Regions from separate parts of the Mus musculus genome. Here region 1 is linked to region 2. A link is a contact called in public HiCAR-type data. All regions are on one chromosome and are shown on one strand. The core of a region is the stretch at or near the end of the contact, and the rest is flanking DNA. Distances in the headings are between cores, read along the strand shown.

What was found. HiCAR-type assays count read pairs that join an accessible place to other places.
Region 1: a contact with region 2 is called in a HiCAR-type map of astrocytes, with 2.8 times the contacts expected there. The contact joins two enhancer-like sites. A contact is called at or near these places in 7 of 39 promoter capture datasets (the 3T3-L1 cell line, embryonic stem cells, hippocampal neurons and 2 more), 3 of 115 datasets of contacts at active chromatin or transcription factors (astrocytes, bone marrow-derived macrophages and stem cell-derived neural progenitor cells) and 3 of 9 other capture datasets (adipose tissue, embryonic stem cells and liver).

What each region holds. Positions count from the first base shown.
Region 1 is chr17:86,903,673-86,911,062 of GRCm38.p6, reverse strand. No RefSeq gene overlaps it. Among named protein-coding and RNA genes, the nearest start is that of Tmem247, 10 kb to the left of the region's middle. Within about 2 kb of position 5,627, at least 151 of the 459 cell types and tissues checked have an H3K27ac peak or open chromatin away from gene starts, as enhancers often do. A contact at or near this core is called in astrocytes and hippocampal neurons, where this site is marked.
Region 2 is chr17:86,251,798-86,259,163 of GRCm38.p6, reverse strand. All of the region lies in intron 1 of Prkce (protein kinase C, epsilon), which reads right to left. Among named protein-coding and RNA genes, the nearest start is that of Gm52296, 12 kb to the right of the region's middle. Within about 2 kb of position 4,688, at least 54 of the 459 cell types and tissues checked have an H3K27ac peak or open chromatin away from gene starts, as enhancers often do. A contact at or near this core is called in astrocytes and hippocampal neurons, where this site is marked.

The DNA.
Region 1 (7,390 bases), core at 4,378-6,877, 650 kb before region 2:
CCCCTCTTTCTTTCTTTCCTTTTGAGACAGGGACTTTCACTGAACCTAGAGTTTACCAATTCAGTAAGTCTAGCTGGTTAGCAGACACAGAAACCCTTCTGTCCTTATTTCCCCCACCACTGTGATTATGGGCACAGGATACCTAGGTGACTTTTTACATGTGTGTGGGGCTGGTGTGAGGGTGGAGATATGAACTCAGGGCCTTATGCTTGCCTAACAACAATTTTATTGATAGTATTGTCTTCTCAGTTCTCTATCTATCTATCTATCTATCTATCTATCTATCTATCTATCTATTTATCTATCTATCTGTGTGTGCGTGTATGTATCACTATATGATTCAGGCTATTCACAAGCATGATTCCCCTGCCTCATCTTCTTTGAGTGCTGGGATTAAGGTCTGGCTTGTTTAAAGGAACTTTCCATAATTTAATAACACTGTTTTACCCCGGCATATACTTATATGACCCCAGTTACTTTTTATATACTGGGTCTGTGATAGCAGAACTCATTTATGGGGGGCCCCTGAGAAACCCGAGTGAAGGCCCCCATGTGTTTTAGCCAGGTTGGGGCTTCTGAAGGAGGGATGTTCCAAGAAAGATCCTGGGCCTGGGTCAGGCTGGCATCCTGGATCTCACCACTTGCAGGCAGAAGGGTCTGGATGCCCTCCAGCTTGAGCGCACAGTAACTCTTGGTGGCCAACTGCCCCACTTACTTGCTTAGGATTAGAGGACAGAACTGTCAAGCACAGCGGGAAAGGCTGTGCACAGTACAGCACTGCCACCCATCAGCCAGGCCAAGAGCACCCTGGGAACCACGTGGGCAATGTGGCAGAGCCTGTGGTGTTTCCCGAGGGCCTTCATTGTTGTTTCTAACTCGTCACTCGTGAGCCAGACTGCAGTTGTAAGCCCACTCTTCACTGGCCTTTGGGAATGGGCTTTCTTGGTTCTGTTGCTGACCTAGAGTCACCAAGTAATGGAGGGAGCGTCTCTCTAAAGCTTCCTCGACATCTTATCGGATGCCCTCCTTCTCTCATGTGCATCTACACAGGCTCCCGTCAAGAACACTCCATCTTTGTTCTCTAAGTTTCCCCTTCTCTGTGGCCATGTGGGCCAATTCTGCCCTCTCGTGGCCTGCCCTTGTTGAGCGGTGGCTCAGATTTTCCAGGGATTCTTGTCTTTCTGCAGAATGATCGGGCCACTCCCTGAACCCACAGACCCTCGGGGAAGGGTTTCAGCTCCAGAGAACTTCTGATGGCAATCCAAGCCTGTGGGTTTGTGGAGGTCTGTGAGGAGGAGACACAGAGGCTGCCACTGGGAGCACCTGGGGGCTGGACCAACAGGCCGAAGTGGATTGAAGGGCATTGACATGAGGGCCACCAGTGGGAAGCAGTCAGTGGCTGCCCCAGGAATATGGCGTGTGGAGTATGGCCATGGAGGCGTCTTCTAGCCACATGTTGAGGTCCTCTGTCTAGGTCAGCACATGGAACCATGAAAGCTCGTTCTCAAAGCGAAGACAACTGCCGTCCGGCTCACATATGACAAGTTAGGAACAACCATGAAGGCCCACGGGTATCACCACATTGCCCACACGACCTTCCAGGAGGCATGCTGAGCCGTGGCTGTATGTGCCTGGCCTCACTTTGGGTTGTGAGTAGAGTGTGTGTGGCCCTACGAGGACTTGGAGGGGTAAGAGCTGGGGACTGAAGTGAAGGAAAAATAGAAAGGAGTCAGGACAAGGGGATATGGGGCTTAAGGATAACACGGGAGAAGCACAGGCACACGGGGCTTGAATTGGGGTAGCAAGTGTGCTGGGTTCCCAGAGTTGGTGTGGTGGGGTTGTGTGTGTGGGGGGTGATATTAGACTGAATGTAGTCCAAGGCCCACCTGTGCCCTTCAGTGCTGCAGGTAGCTTAGAGGGCCCTGGATGGATCAGCATCTCCAGAAGCTAACCAGACAGAAAGATGGAATGGTAAGGCGCTGTCATCCCATGCCTGTTTGGATTTTTCTAAGACCCCCTGGAACCTGAGTTTGGCAATAGTGAAAGCGCTCAGCCTGTGTTTCTTCTCCGCAAGCTCTGGCCCTGTCCTGTCCTTTAGATTGCCCAACTCACATCCAGCTCTGACGTCCTTGCTAGGAAATCCAAGGTGCTGGCTAGAGTTGTAACCCAGAAGGAGATCCAGTGTTAACTGAAACACACAGACACAGAACCGGCCGATAACAACGCGGGCACAACACTCACCATGTATATTTGTCTTTACACTGAACTGAGGCTTCCTGAGCCAAACGCTGGCATTTAGCTGTAGAGGTAGAGTTGGAAGGGGGTGGGTGGGGAGATGATGCTTGGGGTTAGAGGACGCCTTCCCAGATGGATGCTTGTGTCCCAAGACAATTGTCCACCAGCTTAAACGACAAGCCCCAGACAGCTCTGAACGGAGTGTCCTCGGGCTGGTTTTACATGCCTTTGCTTGCTGGAGGGATCAAGCGGCTTGTGTTAGCCAAGCATGGCAGGGCAAGCCTAGAATTCCACTGCTTGAAAGGGGCGGGCAAAGGCTGATCTGTCCAGTGACTTTGGTTGGAACCAGCCTGGCTACTCAAGAGCCTGTCTCAAACAGATACACAAAGGCTCACATTTCCAAGAGGGGCATGAGTGCAGGGGTTGACCTGTGTCGACAGGAGTTTAACCTTGGCTTTGCTTTCAGATAGCAACCCTGAGGTACCTTTTCCCAGGGGGATCGTCTCAGGAGGCCAATCTGAGGTCTGCAGCCTGAAGCTCAAGTGTCTCTGATCGTACGAGTTTTAGGAGTTCCCTCCACTGTGCTACATAATGCTGGATACTTGCTGTGGTGGATTTGGTTTAATGCTTGTATTATGTTAAATGGGTTCCCAAAATTGCAGGAGGACCTGCATCTAAAACCCTGAGGATTCCTGCCCTCGTTTGGTTTTCATTGGTGAATAAAATGGCCAGCGGCCAATGGCTGGGCAGGGAGACAGACATGGGACTTTAGGATTTGAGGGCAAAGGGACAGAGAGGGGACTGAGAACCGCTGTGTCGGGAAAGGAGAGAGACCAGGCCCGAGGCTGCAGGAGGGAGAGCACAGCAATCATGGAAGAGCCGGCAAGAGCGGCCCCAGCCCCTGCCCCCATTGCAAAGATTGGAATATAGATTTTAGTAAGTGGCCAACTGTCTCCACTTACTTGCTTGGGATTAGAGGACAGCCCAGGCGTATTGGAGGGGAGAGTGTCAGCCACATGGAAGTTTGGAAATGTCCCAGCCATTTGAGTGGGATTAATCGCCTACCACGACAACTTACAATTCACATTCACATAAGGTGGGGCTAAGAGTCTTGAAGTAAATGAAATGGGAGCACGTTGGCTTCCGCAGATGATCTAGATTCATCCTCCCGCATGTGCTCTCCGTCCCCTGCTCCCGGGGAGCTGCGGCTGAGCACTGTGCACTGACTCTGGGACCAGTCCGGAGCTCACAAGGAGCCTGCTTTTCCCACATTGGATTCGTGAGAGTGAGGGTAAAAAGAATCTGCAGAGACTACCTACCGTACATCCCTGACCTTGGCGCATGCTCCTTGAAGCTCTGAGTATCGTCCTCACTGCTTACTCGCACATGTCTGTTTTGGTGACTCCAGGTCACAGTCCCAGCAGGAGGTGGACCAACTCTATTCAGTTCTAGATAGGCAATGTTCTCAGTCTGTCCCAGGTGGTTTGAAAATGACCTGGAGGAGTTGTAAGTTCTCTGGGCATAGCAGCTGGGACCTTGGCATTGTGCCCTGGTGTCAGTCATGTATCAGAACATGCATGTGACCATATTTTATCCCCTCTGAAGAGCTGCTGTGGTCATCCCTGCCTGTATGAGAAACTGTGGATCAGGATACCTAACTGATTTCACATGCACACAGCTGTCACCTGGCAGGGTGGAGATTTGAAACCAAAGCTGGTTTGCTGTAAGTCTGATTTTTTTTCTTCCTTTCACCCTGTGTTCTGTTTCACACATGTAGATCTAGTCAGGTCTGCAGAATTATCTTGATAAAAAAAGCCATAACCCCCCTCTCTCCTTTTTCCTCCTGCCTCCTTATTCTATTTTATTTTGAGACAGATTCTCATATAGACCAGGGTGGCCTTGAACTTGTTATGTAGCCAAGGCCAACCTTGAACTCCAGACTCTCCTGGCTCCACTACCCTGCTGCCAGGATTCTAAGCCTCCTAGTGGCCACCTTCCTAACTGCGTCGCTGGATCTATGGCTGTGAAGGAGCAGTGTTTTGATTCCACAAGGTGTTCCTTAAGCATGTTTATCCTTTCTTTCCCCCACTGTCAGTCGGTGCCAGCTTTGCCACCTCCTCTGCATGGTTCCCATTGCTCTGAGCTCCAGCTCTTTGAGGACTCCGAGCAGGCAGCATCTCACTCGAATGTACGGACATCTTCCATGTTTGACCCTAGACTTCAGGCTTTCTGGTTTAGAGACTATGTGATGTGTGCCCATCACAAATCACATCGTGTACAACACGACAGGCCACTTACACATTAAGGTGTAAGGTGAGGTACCCCGGACGTGATTTCTCAAAAGAAGTGTTTAGCACGTCTTTGCCATAACAAATGAGGCTCATTGTTGCGCTCTTGGCATTCAGGAGTAGTTCATTTTGGTCCTCTCCAAACTGCTTTGGGTTTGCGCTAAGAAGCCCTGGCCCGGCTCTACCTCGGTAGCAATACTGCTTTTGTCCAGAAGATGGCGAGCAAAGCCAACAGGAAGGAACAAAGTTTATTAGCGCCTGGCGTGAGAGAGCAGTTAGCTCTTCTCATAAAAGAGACAGGGATGGAAAAACGATTTGCCAAGGTTTATAAAAATGCACTGAGGATAAGGACTGGCCTCGAAGGCAGGGTTTCTGGCTGACCTCTATGAAAGTCAGTAGTTTAGAAAGGGCAGCTGAAGTAGAAAGATCACAGCAGCTTGTGACTGGGTCGTTCTTCAAGAGCCTGCTTTAATACCTTCAGCAACTTCTCTCTAAAGCAGAAACAGCCGGGGAGTATGAGCAGGCCAGGGCACCATCCTCCTCTGAGACGCTCACTGGCTTTGGAAATCAGTCCTAATTTCGTGCTCCTTGGTTAACTCTCTAGTCTACCGGAAGCTTCCAGGGGCTTCATGGTCATGTTTGCACGGGTCTTTAAACTGAACAGAGGTTGGGAAAGACATACTGATTTGAGCTGACTAGAAAGAGGTAATAGATCGATGGGGGAGGTTCCAGTCGGGTGGGAATTTGCCAAATAGCATTTTTTAAAAAGAAGCTGAGGAGGCCAGCCAAAGCTCTAGCTTCAAAGTCAGAGTAATACAAAGTAAGGTCAGCCAGGGCAAGGGTGTGACCCTGGGAAGGGGTAAAATACCTCCCCGAGTTTTACAGAGACAGATTTCTAAAACTATAGCCACCTCCCCCCAGCCCCCATTTTCTTGTGACCTAAATCCTCCCCTGAAGCGGAGCTGGGCTCTAGGCCAGGGTGTCAGTCACGGACAAAGGCGTCCTGTTTCGAAGGTCTGGCCACTGTGTTTGCCTGTAGGGGCCAACAAACGCTGTAGGCCTCCCCCAGCCGATAACATAGAAATCCGCAGAGTTCCTCCCAGGACACTCGCAACACTGCCCCCTCAGGTTTCTCCAGCACGGTGACAGAGCTGTGTCCATAAGGCCGCTTGATTCTGGTTGATTGTATGGTGGCTGCTAGGTTGTTCTTCCTCCAGCTGACTCCATTCTGGCTCTGTTTGTTTTTCCTAGCTGACTGGAAAGCCTTTTTCTCAGGGTTTTTTTGGACCAAGAGTGAATGACATCCCAATGTGGCCTGTCCTCTTTCTCTCTCTCTGCCTATTTTATCCTCTTGCTTCCCAGAACTTTGGTACATCTCTGCCTTTGTCATTGAAGCTGAAGTGGCAGAGGACATTGCCGGGCTGGGGACCCATTGCTGAGCACAAGAGGGAAGATGGACCGTTCAGCTTAGTAGGAAGTTTCTGCTCCTGTGGAATAGAGATGCTGACATCTGCCCGTGATCTGGTCACAGAGAATGCAGAGACAGCACAAATGGCAAATGGGTGTACATTGAGGGAAGGGTGTACATTGAGGGAAGGGTGAGAGAATGGGGTGAATGAGTGTATGTCAGGTGGGAAGAGGGGGGACAGAGGCACAATGACGGGCGTCTGTGAGACATCTCCAGGTGTCAGGAGGCGCAGCCTTCCGCTTACACGAGAGCTGCATGTGTACATTTGGGCGAGCACTGTGAGGAGCGGTATCAGGAGCCGCTGTGAGAGTGGTGACAGAGCTCCGGCCATTGCCCTTGAGGGAGCAACTACTTGGCTGTGTGGAAATAAGCATTAGGAGAATTAATGTGGCTTAAAGTAGAGAGGAATGGAAAAATCCAGGGGGAAGGGAACCGTGAGTTCTGGGCTACAGTGGATGATAGGGAGACTAAGAAGGTACCAGGGGACAGATGTCAACCACATCCTGCAGGAAAAAAAAAATGACACAGGGCCCTGAGAGATGAGGAGGACTATGGATTGAGGAAGACATAGAGGGTCATGCCTGTGTGTGGGTGTTGTCTAGGAAGTCACAGCCTGCTGTGGCCAGAAGGCTCGGCTCTTAGGTGACCACAGAGGGACCTTATTCATGTGGTTACTGGTGTAAGGAGGGAAGTGGAGCCCATAGGCAGATGCGACCTTCTGTGGCTTCCTCTCACACTCTGGGCTCTTGTTCCTTCAGTAGTTACCCCTTAGCCTGACTGCACCCTTGGCTCAGCCTCAGTTGCCAACCTGCTTAGCTCTGATCACAGCCTGGGACACAGCTCTCTTGGCTACACTTCGAGGAAGGCAGGTGTTCTGTCCCTCAGTGCCAGGGCTCAGCTGTTTTGAAGGTGGGAAGGGAATGTGGCCCTGTTTGGAAGGCTCTGTTTAGGAAGTGAGACCAGGAGCTTTGTCAGAGAAGGGGAGATGGGTGGGGTGGGGTGGGGGAGAATTTTCTGGAAGTTTCTTCTAGTCTGGGCTCTTTGAGGCAGCTGCTTATATGATGGATGGCGACATTTATTTACTGCAGTTTTCTAGGGGTCACAGATCCCAAACAGATGTCCAATGCCCTGCAGGGAACACTGGTGGCATTGTGAGGGGGACATTTTTATTCTAAGTGAGTCACAGAGGCAGGGGAAGACAATGAGTCAACTGGGAACTGGCAGGAGATAGGTGTAAGGGCCATGGAGGAGTCGGGGGCGGGGTAAAATCAGCCCAGCCTGGCGCTCACTAGGACTTCCTCTCTGCCGCTCTCGTTTGTCAGCTGTGTGGTGAGGTCTCTGCACTGCAGCTTCTCCAAGCTCCTTTAGTGTGGTGTTGGCCGTCCACCTTCTATTTATG
Region 2 (7,366 bases), core at 3,439-5,938:
GAATAAGAAAGGAATGTACTGGCCTCAAGAGCTCCCAGTCTCAGAGGAAATAAGATGAGTTCATGCAAAACGAGACAGGGTCAGGCCCAAGATGGGTCAGCACTAGAGAAATCTCAGTAGCATGCACTCGGCAGGAGACCACAGGAGGCAGCGAGACTGGGGCATGGGAAGGTAGGAAGACTGTTCCTGAGACAATGAGGAAGTCTTTCTCCTTGAGGAGAAGAGGTAGGTGAAGCAGTCGTTGGAGGGAACCGGGGGGAAGGCTCTATGGTTAACAGCACGGGCTGCTCTTCCAGAGGACCCAGGTTCTATTTCCAGCACCCACATGGCAGCTCACAGGCATCTACAACTCTAGTCCCAGGGGATCCCGCACTCTCTTCTGGCTTCCACAGAAAATGAGCTGTCCATTCTCTTTAGTATGGTGGCCTGGGGCTAGAAAGGATGGATATGTGATGGTAAAGAAGGGAGAGGGCACCAAGCAAACTAAACCACAGCAATCAAAGCCGATTCTCTCGAAGGTCCCTGACGGGGCTCTGATTTCTCCATCACACCGCAGCTCAGACACTGAAGAGGATGGCTGAGGGTAGATCAGTGCTTTCAGTGTCCATAGGAGACACGCACAGTAGGAGGGTCAGCGCACAGTTCTCTGCCTCCTGGGCATCCCATCAGCTGCCAGAAGCGCACTAGACTGACTTAATGAGCGGCAGGAGAACGCTTTCGATACCATGCCCAGCTCCGTCTGAGGGCAGCGATGGGCTCACATCACAAACACGGAAATGTGGATCCTTCTCGTCCTTCCAACTCAACGAGAAAGCATCCTAAGTCAGATCTCTACAAGGCCCGGCAGTGACGCCTGTGGGGTGCCGGAGAAGACACATCAGTTAGTGCAGGAGTGAGAAGAGAAACAAACACTGCTCGGAGAAGATGGAACAGGAGAGCTCAACGGGACTGTGAGAGCAGAGGGACAGGGCATGCATCCTGGGGCCTCCTTCCCTGGGCCTTCTACCACTGCTGCAGGAAGGAGGAGACCATCCAAGACGCAGAACCTTCCAAGATCTCCGTGACAGGAGCTGTGGTAAGATATTACCCAGCTCAAGTTCCCAGAAAACCAGCCTCCTGCTCAGCAAACCTCCCGCATCCCTCACGGCCCCTCACCCCCCGCACCGCACCCTCACGGTCCTCACCCCTGCACGGCACCCCTCATGGTCCCTCACCCCCGCACGGCACCCCTCACGGTCCCCACCCCCACACGGCACCCCTCACGGTCCCCCCACACACACAGCACCCCTCACGGTTCTCACCCCGGCACGGCACCCCTCACGGTCCCCCCCCCCACACACAGCACCCCTCACGGTCCTCACCCCCGCACGGCACCCCTCATGGTCCCTCACCCCCACACGGCACCCCTCACGGTCCCCCCACACACACAGCACCCCTCACGGTCCTCACCCCTGCACGGCACCCCTCATGGTCCCTCACCCCCGCACGGCACTCTACATGGTTGCCCCAAGCTCAGTTAAATATGACGGGTCTCTGGTTTAAGCCAGAGAACAATCTCCTGGAAAACTTGGAGAAACAGATTCTAAAGCAGGGCCTAAGACTCTCGAAGGAGAAATGCCAGGATGAAAGAACCAAGCCAGACGGTTTCAAAGCCCCTCACTGGACTCTGATGCGTGGCCAGATTTGAAGGTCAGTGGTGCCTTCTCCAGGAAAGGAGAAAGCAGCCCTTGCAGATGTGTGAGAGTCGTCATACCAATCCCTACCACTGACTGCCAACCACCTAGGGTCCTGGTCCTGAGCGTGAACTTGAGAGCGTCTGGGACTCCTCATAACCTACAGTGACGTCATCATTCCCTTTCACAGACAGAGAATCTCATCTTAGAAGCATCAAGCAGTCACCCGAGATTGCATAGAGAGGCGCTCTTTAGTATGGTCTGGATTCAAACCCAGAGCCCTCTGCTTCTTTTCCATGTGCCATTTTTTTTTTTTTATTGCACTCACTATCACAATAACAGCCAAATCCACAATCCACTCGGCTCCCGGGGTCAGGCCGCTTCCTGTACATGCAGGTCTCTGCGCCCTTTACCAGGCCCGGGGATGAGGTCATTCTAGCCAAGTCAGTTTTCTATGTCTGTGGCTCACAAGCTGACAAAACATCTGTGGGGACCAGAGCCGGAATCAGGCTCTATGGCCGTGTTGGCTCAAACTGCTTGGACACAACACAGTCTAAAAAGCCTCCTGCTTGGGGGCAAAGTTTTGAAGGAAGCCATTGGCGGGGGGACCCACGCCCACAGTAGGATGCCAGGGATAAATAAATGTATACAGATGTGGCCAGGCAGGGTGGGAGCAGGGAGATAAAGCAGAGTTGGCTCGGTGGGGACAGATGAGCTAACTTCCTCCATCAGCTCCTCCTGGTTCCCTTCTCCTTAGAAACTTCAAAGACAACAGAGCGCCAGAGTGACCTCAAAGGCTCCCAGACCTCTGTGTATGAAGGATGGAGTAGGCAGCAGGAAGGACTTCCACCAAGTTGTCCCTTTCAGGTTCACCGAGGCGTTACGGAAGAGGTGAAGCAGGATATATGTATTATTCAGGGTGGACGCAGACGAAGATGTCTTAGAGGACTCACACCTAGCCAGGCAGTGGTGGTGCGGGTCTTTAATCCCAGTGCTCAGGCGGCAGAGGCAAGAGGATCTCTGAGATCTGATCTACAGGAGTATACAAAGAGACCTGGTCTCATAAAACATACAGACACACAGACACACAGACACACAGACACACACACACACACACACACACACACACACACACACACCCCTTAGACATGGTTGCCTCCAGTAAACCAGCTACAGGACCTTGTTCCACTCCTGCAGTCAGAGCTCCTAAGGTGTAGTCTCCAGCAAGTTTCAAACACGCCATACGCTGTGTTGAGTTACAACTGCCGTGCAGTACACCAGGTCTTCAGAATGTATTTATCTTACAGCCACAGGTTTGTAACCTTTGGCCAATCTTTCGTCCCCAACACCCTGAGCCCTGAAACCTACTCTTCTACTTCGTGTCCACAAGTTTGATATTCCTCTGTGCCACACATGAGAGAATATGCAGGACTTACTTCCCAGTAAGTGGCATACTTTTACCTAGCAGTGACCTCTGGGTTTGTCCCTATTGTCATAAATGGCAGGATGTCCTTACTGATGCTGAATAATACTCCGTGCCCTAAACCTACCACACTGCCTTTATCCGTCAACACTTGGGTGTTTCTACAGGGTCGTGCAGATGCCTCTTGGAAGCAGTGGTTTTCATCTCGTATGTCTGCATACCCAGAAGTGTGATTGCTGGATTCTGTGGCAAGCCTAGTTTAAGCTTCTGAAGGAAATACCACTCTGCCTTCCATCATGGCTCTGCTGGGTCCATCCCCATCAACACTACTGAAAGGCTTCCAGAGCTCTGAATCTTAACCAACACCTGCTTTTTGCTAACAGCATCCCAACAGGTGTGAGGTGGAAATCCACCACAATTTTAATTTGCATTTTCCTGATGATCAGTGTGACTAAAAAAAAAAATCTCTTCAGATATCTGTTAGTTATTTCTTTATTTTATTTGGGAAATGTCTTTTCCGGTTCTTTGCCCTTTTATCTGTCTGTCTGTCTGTCTGTCTGTCTGTCTACTGACTCTATCTATCTATCTATCTATCTATCTATCTATCTATCTATCATCTATCCGATTGAATCCATTTTGTTTCTGTATGTGGTAGGCACAGCTAGAGCATGAAGCCTCTGAAATGGAGACTCTGGTTTGGTTTTGACAACATGGGCAGTGAACCCCTGATAGAAAGATTTGGCGAGCACAGTCTTCTTCTAGGGGCCATGTAGCTCTAAGATTTTTCCCTTTTTAATTTTCATTTTAAAAGATTTATTTGTATTTCTGTGCATGAGTATTTGGTTTGCATGTATGTTTGTGCACTACATGCATGCAGTGCCTGTGAAGGCCAGAAGAGGGCAGTGGATCCCCTGGAACCGGAATTATAAACTGTTGTCAGCCTCTGTGTGGATGCTAGGAATCAAACCTAGGTCCCCTGGAAGAACGGCTGGTGTTCTCAACTGCCGAGCCATGTCTCCAGCCCGTGGATTTTCCCGTTTTAAAATTATTTTCTCTTGTTTTAGTCCTTGTTGGTGGGCTTTATAGATTTCTTGCATCATTTTATGATAATTCCTTATTGCATATACAGTGGGCAAATATTTTCTCCCATCCTGAGTTGCCCTTCATCTGGTTGGTTGTTTCTTTTCTGCGTAGAGCATTTGGTTTGATGTGGTATGGTTTGTAGCTTTTGGTATCACAACCAAAAACTCCTGGAGGAGGCGCCTCTCGTCAGGACAGAAGAAAGCCCTGCACAGTCTCACCTCCACAATCTCTCTAGCATCCCTCAGAGCACAAGACAGACATTCAAGTATGCAGGCGTTTGAGCAGACACCAAGTGCTCTCGGGGAGCTCCACTCAATACTTTCCAGATAGAAGACCCTCTGCAGGCCCACAGGGAGGTTGGTTGCTGGGGCAGCAGAGCCCTGTGCAGTTTCTCGGTCATGGCCGCCTTCCCAGAAATCCGGCACATGCTACATTAGCATTGAGCCACCTCCTGAACCTGCCCTTGTGAGACCACAGCCTGTCAGCAGCACTGGCCAAGCCTGGGCACAAAACCAAAATGTGCACATGGCATCTGCATCTGCTGGGCTGTGCTGGCAAGGTCTCCCGGCCAATCAGTGGGGTCTGGCTAGGGATCCAGGGAACGCTGGAGAGCGGCTGTGCCCCAGCAGGGCTTGCTGGCTTTACCCAGGCTCTCCTCCTTTGCTCAAGCATCTTAGCCAGGATCCGGTCTTTCAACGCTTCGTTGAAGAAAGAACCTGACATTTGTCCTCAGGTGACTTGAGACCCAGTCTCACTTCCTACCACTGCAGGGGTGTTGTGTACAACTTTAAAGCCTAGAAGTGTCAGGTCTGTATATGCTGGAAGCCAACTCTAAACAACAGTGAGGAAATGTTTCTTAGAAGCTGTATGTAGCTCGGGCGTCGGCCCTCCGCCAGACTACGCTGTTCCATCTGAGTCTCCAGCTCAAGGAAAACCGCCTGTCCTTGCTGCATAACTAAGAGCCTGTCCAGCCTCCGGGTCTCACCTGCTCCTCATCAGGAGCCGTCAGTGATTCCCTACAGGCATACATGGAAACCATCACATCTGGCATCCTTGAGACAGGCTTCCCAGCACCTTGATTCTACCCCAAACCTCTCCCAGTTTCCTTGGAATAATTGATAAACAATGTCTCTTTGCTTGCAGCCCATTTCAGAAAGAATACAATTGTTTCCAATTGATGTATTTTTAATCAGCTGTCAATCAGAAAATGCCACAGTTATTCATTCGCTTTCTGTCAGTGGAGACTCGGAGCAGAAGGGAACTGCATCTTGGAAAGTATGCTTTGCACGGCATCTTCTCTGGCTGCTCAGCGTTACTGTCAAACATCTGTGTCAGAGACAACTACGCCAGGCAGCAGTAGAACTGGGCAGGAAGAAACTGCAGCATCTGAGGGCTCAGAAGTGCATAACTGAATCTCCAAGCTAAAGCACAATTCCCAAACTGCAATGAGCCAGAAGGGACTGGGAGTTGGAAAGGATGAAGAATACAAAGACCAGCATGAGAAAGACTTGAAGAGACTTCCTGGGGGAGTGGCAGTGGGCAGAAGGAAGGGAGCACCTAAGTTGATCCTAATCAGTGTAGGATGACCTGTTGGACCGATAGGCAGGGGTGGACATGACAAAGGAGAGTGTTGGGCACCTCCTTTGCCAGACTTCTTCAAGCTCCTCCCATCCCTCAGCTGGCCGGGAAGCATTAATCACGCAGCATTGATAGCAGGAGTAGAGGCTATCTATGTATGCAACCGCCTCCTGAATCTTTTATCTCTCTGAGCTCCTCCACACCACTCTGTGCCTAATCCCTTTGCCTCGATTCCAGATGCTACATTTCCCAGATAGCTTCCACCTCTGACCTAGCCCAAGGGAAGAGGGTTGTGGTCCAGCATCATGGCTTGGGGTAGGATGGTGGTAGCCTCGGAAGGGCTGCCGACGTATTCATAATCACTTTCCAAGAAAAAACAACCTATCCTCGAATGGCTCTGATACTCTGTGGTTTCTTGGAAATTAGATTACAGCGGCTTCTCCAAGCTTCAGCCCATCGCATCCTACAGTTGTGATGTTCATTAACGTGTCAGTTCCACTGTCACCGAGGCAGCCAAGCCCTTGGGCTGTTAACGCTGGGTATAATTGCACACTATAAAATGGGCCCACTGTGGAGTACAGGTCCAAAGACTTGGATAAATATGTGTAGTCTTGTCATAACTACCACAATCAAGATAGAAAAGAAAATGTCACCTAAGAGATTCCCCCATCTTCCTTTGACCTCTGGCCCACCCCATCCTGGCAGCCACTCACGTCTTCATCACTGTCTTTTCGTATACACGGAATCTGCCATAAGTGCTCCTTTCACCTCTCAATGCTTTTAAGATCCATATCAAGTTCTTAAAGAAGATGGAAAGCAACAGAATGTGAAGGAAATGGTCATTGAGTCTTCAGGCCACCAAAGGGACCTGGAGGAGGAAAATGAGAACACACCAGTGTTTTCTGCAGCCTTTGCTGCTGCTACACTGTAAGAGCTGCCGCTACAGTGTAAGAGCTGTGTCTACACTGTAAAACAGGTTGGTAACTTAGCTACAAAAAGACACTGACTGAGCAGAGCAGCATAGAGTAATTAAAACAGCATGGACGTCCTTCTGCTGATGACCTTGGATGATCTGTTTTTCTGGGTTTATGTTCCTCCCCTCTGTTAGATGAGGGCCACACTCAGCTCCACACACAGTCTGGGTACCATGGCTTCCTCCCCTCTGTTAGATGAGGGCCACACTCAGCTCCACGCACAGTCTGGGTCTCACACACCGTCTGGGTACCATGGTTCTACCCATTGACTTTTATTGGCTGTCAGGAAAGACACACTCCTTTATCATTCTGTGTTCCCTAGAGATTCATAGTTGGATGTACGGGTGGGGCTGGTGACAGTCACTTCTGTTTCCACCTGGGATGGTGTCACCTGAGGGTATAACCAGCCCTGTCTCAGGAGTCTAGACAAAGACAGCAGCATCGTGCCCTCTGAGCATGTTGATCCTACGCTGCTGCCATCTGTCCCTGAACCATTACATGACCAATAAAGTCCCTTAACTTGCTTCATAAAAAAACAATACATGAGCAACCAAGTCAGAGGTATGGTATGAGGTGCTGGAAGAGTCATGAAATAACAACTGTATTGGAGCCATGTAAGTGACAGACGGGCAGGA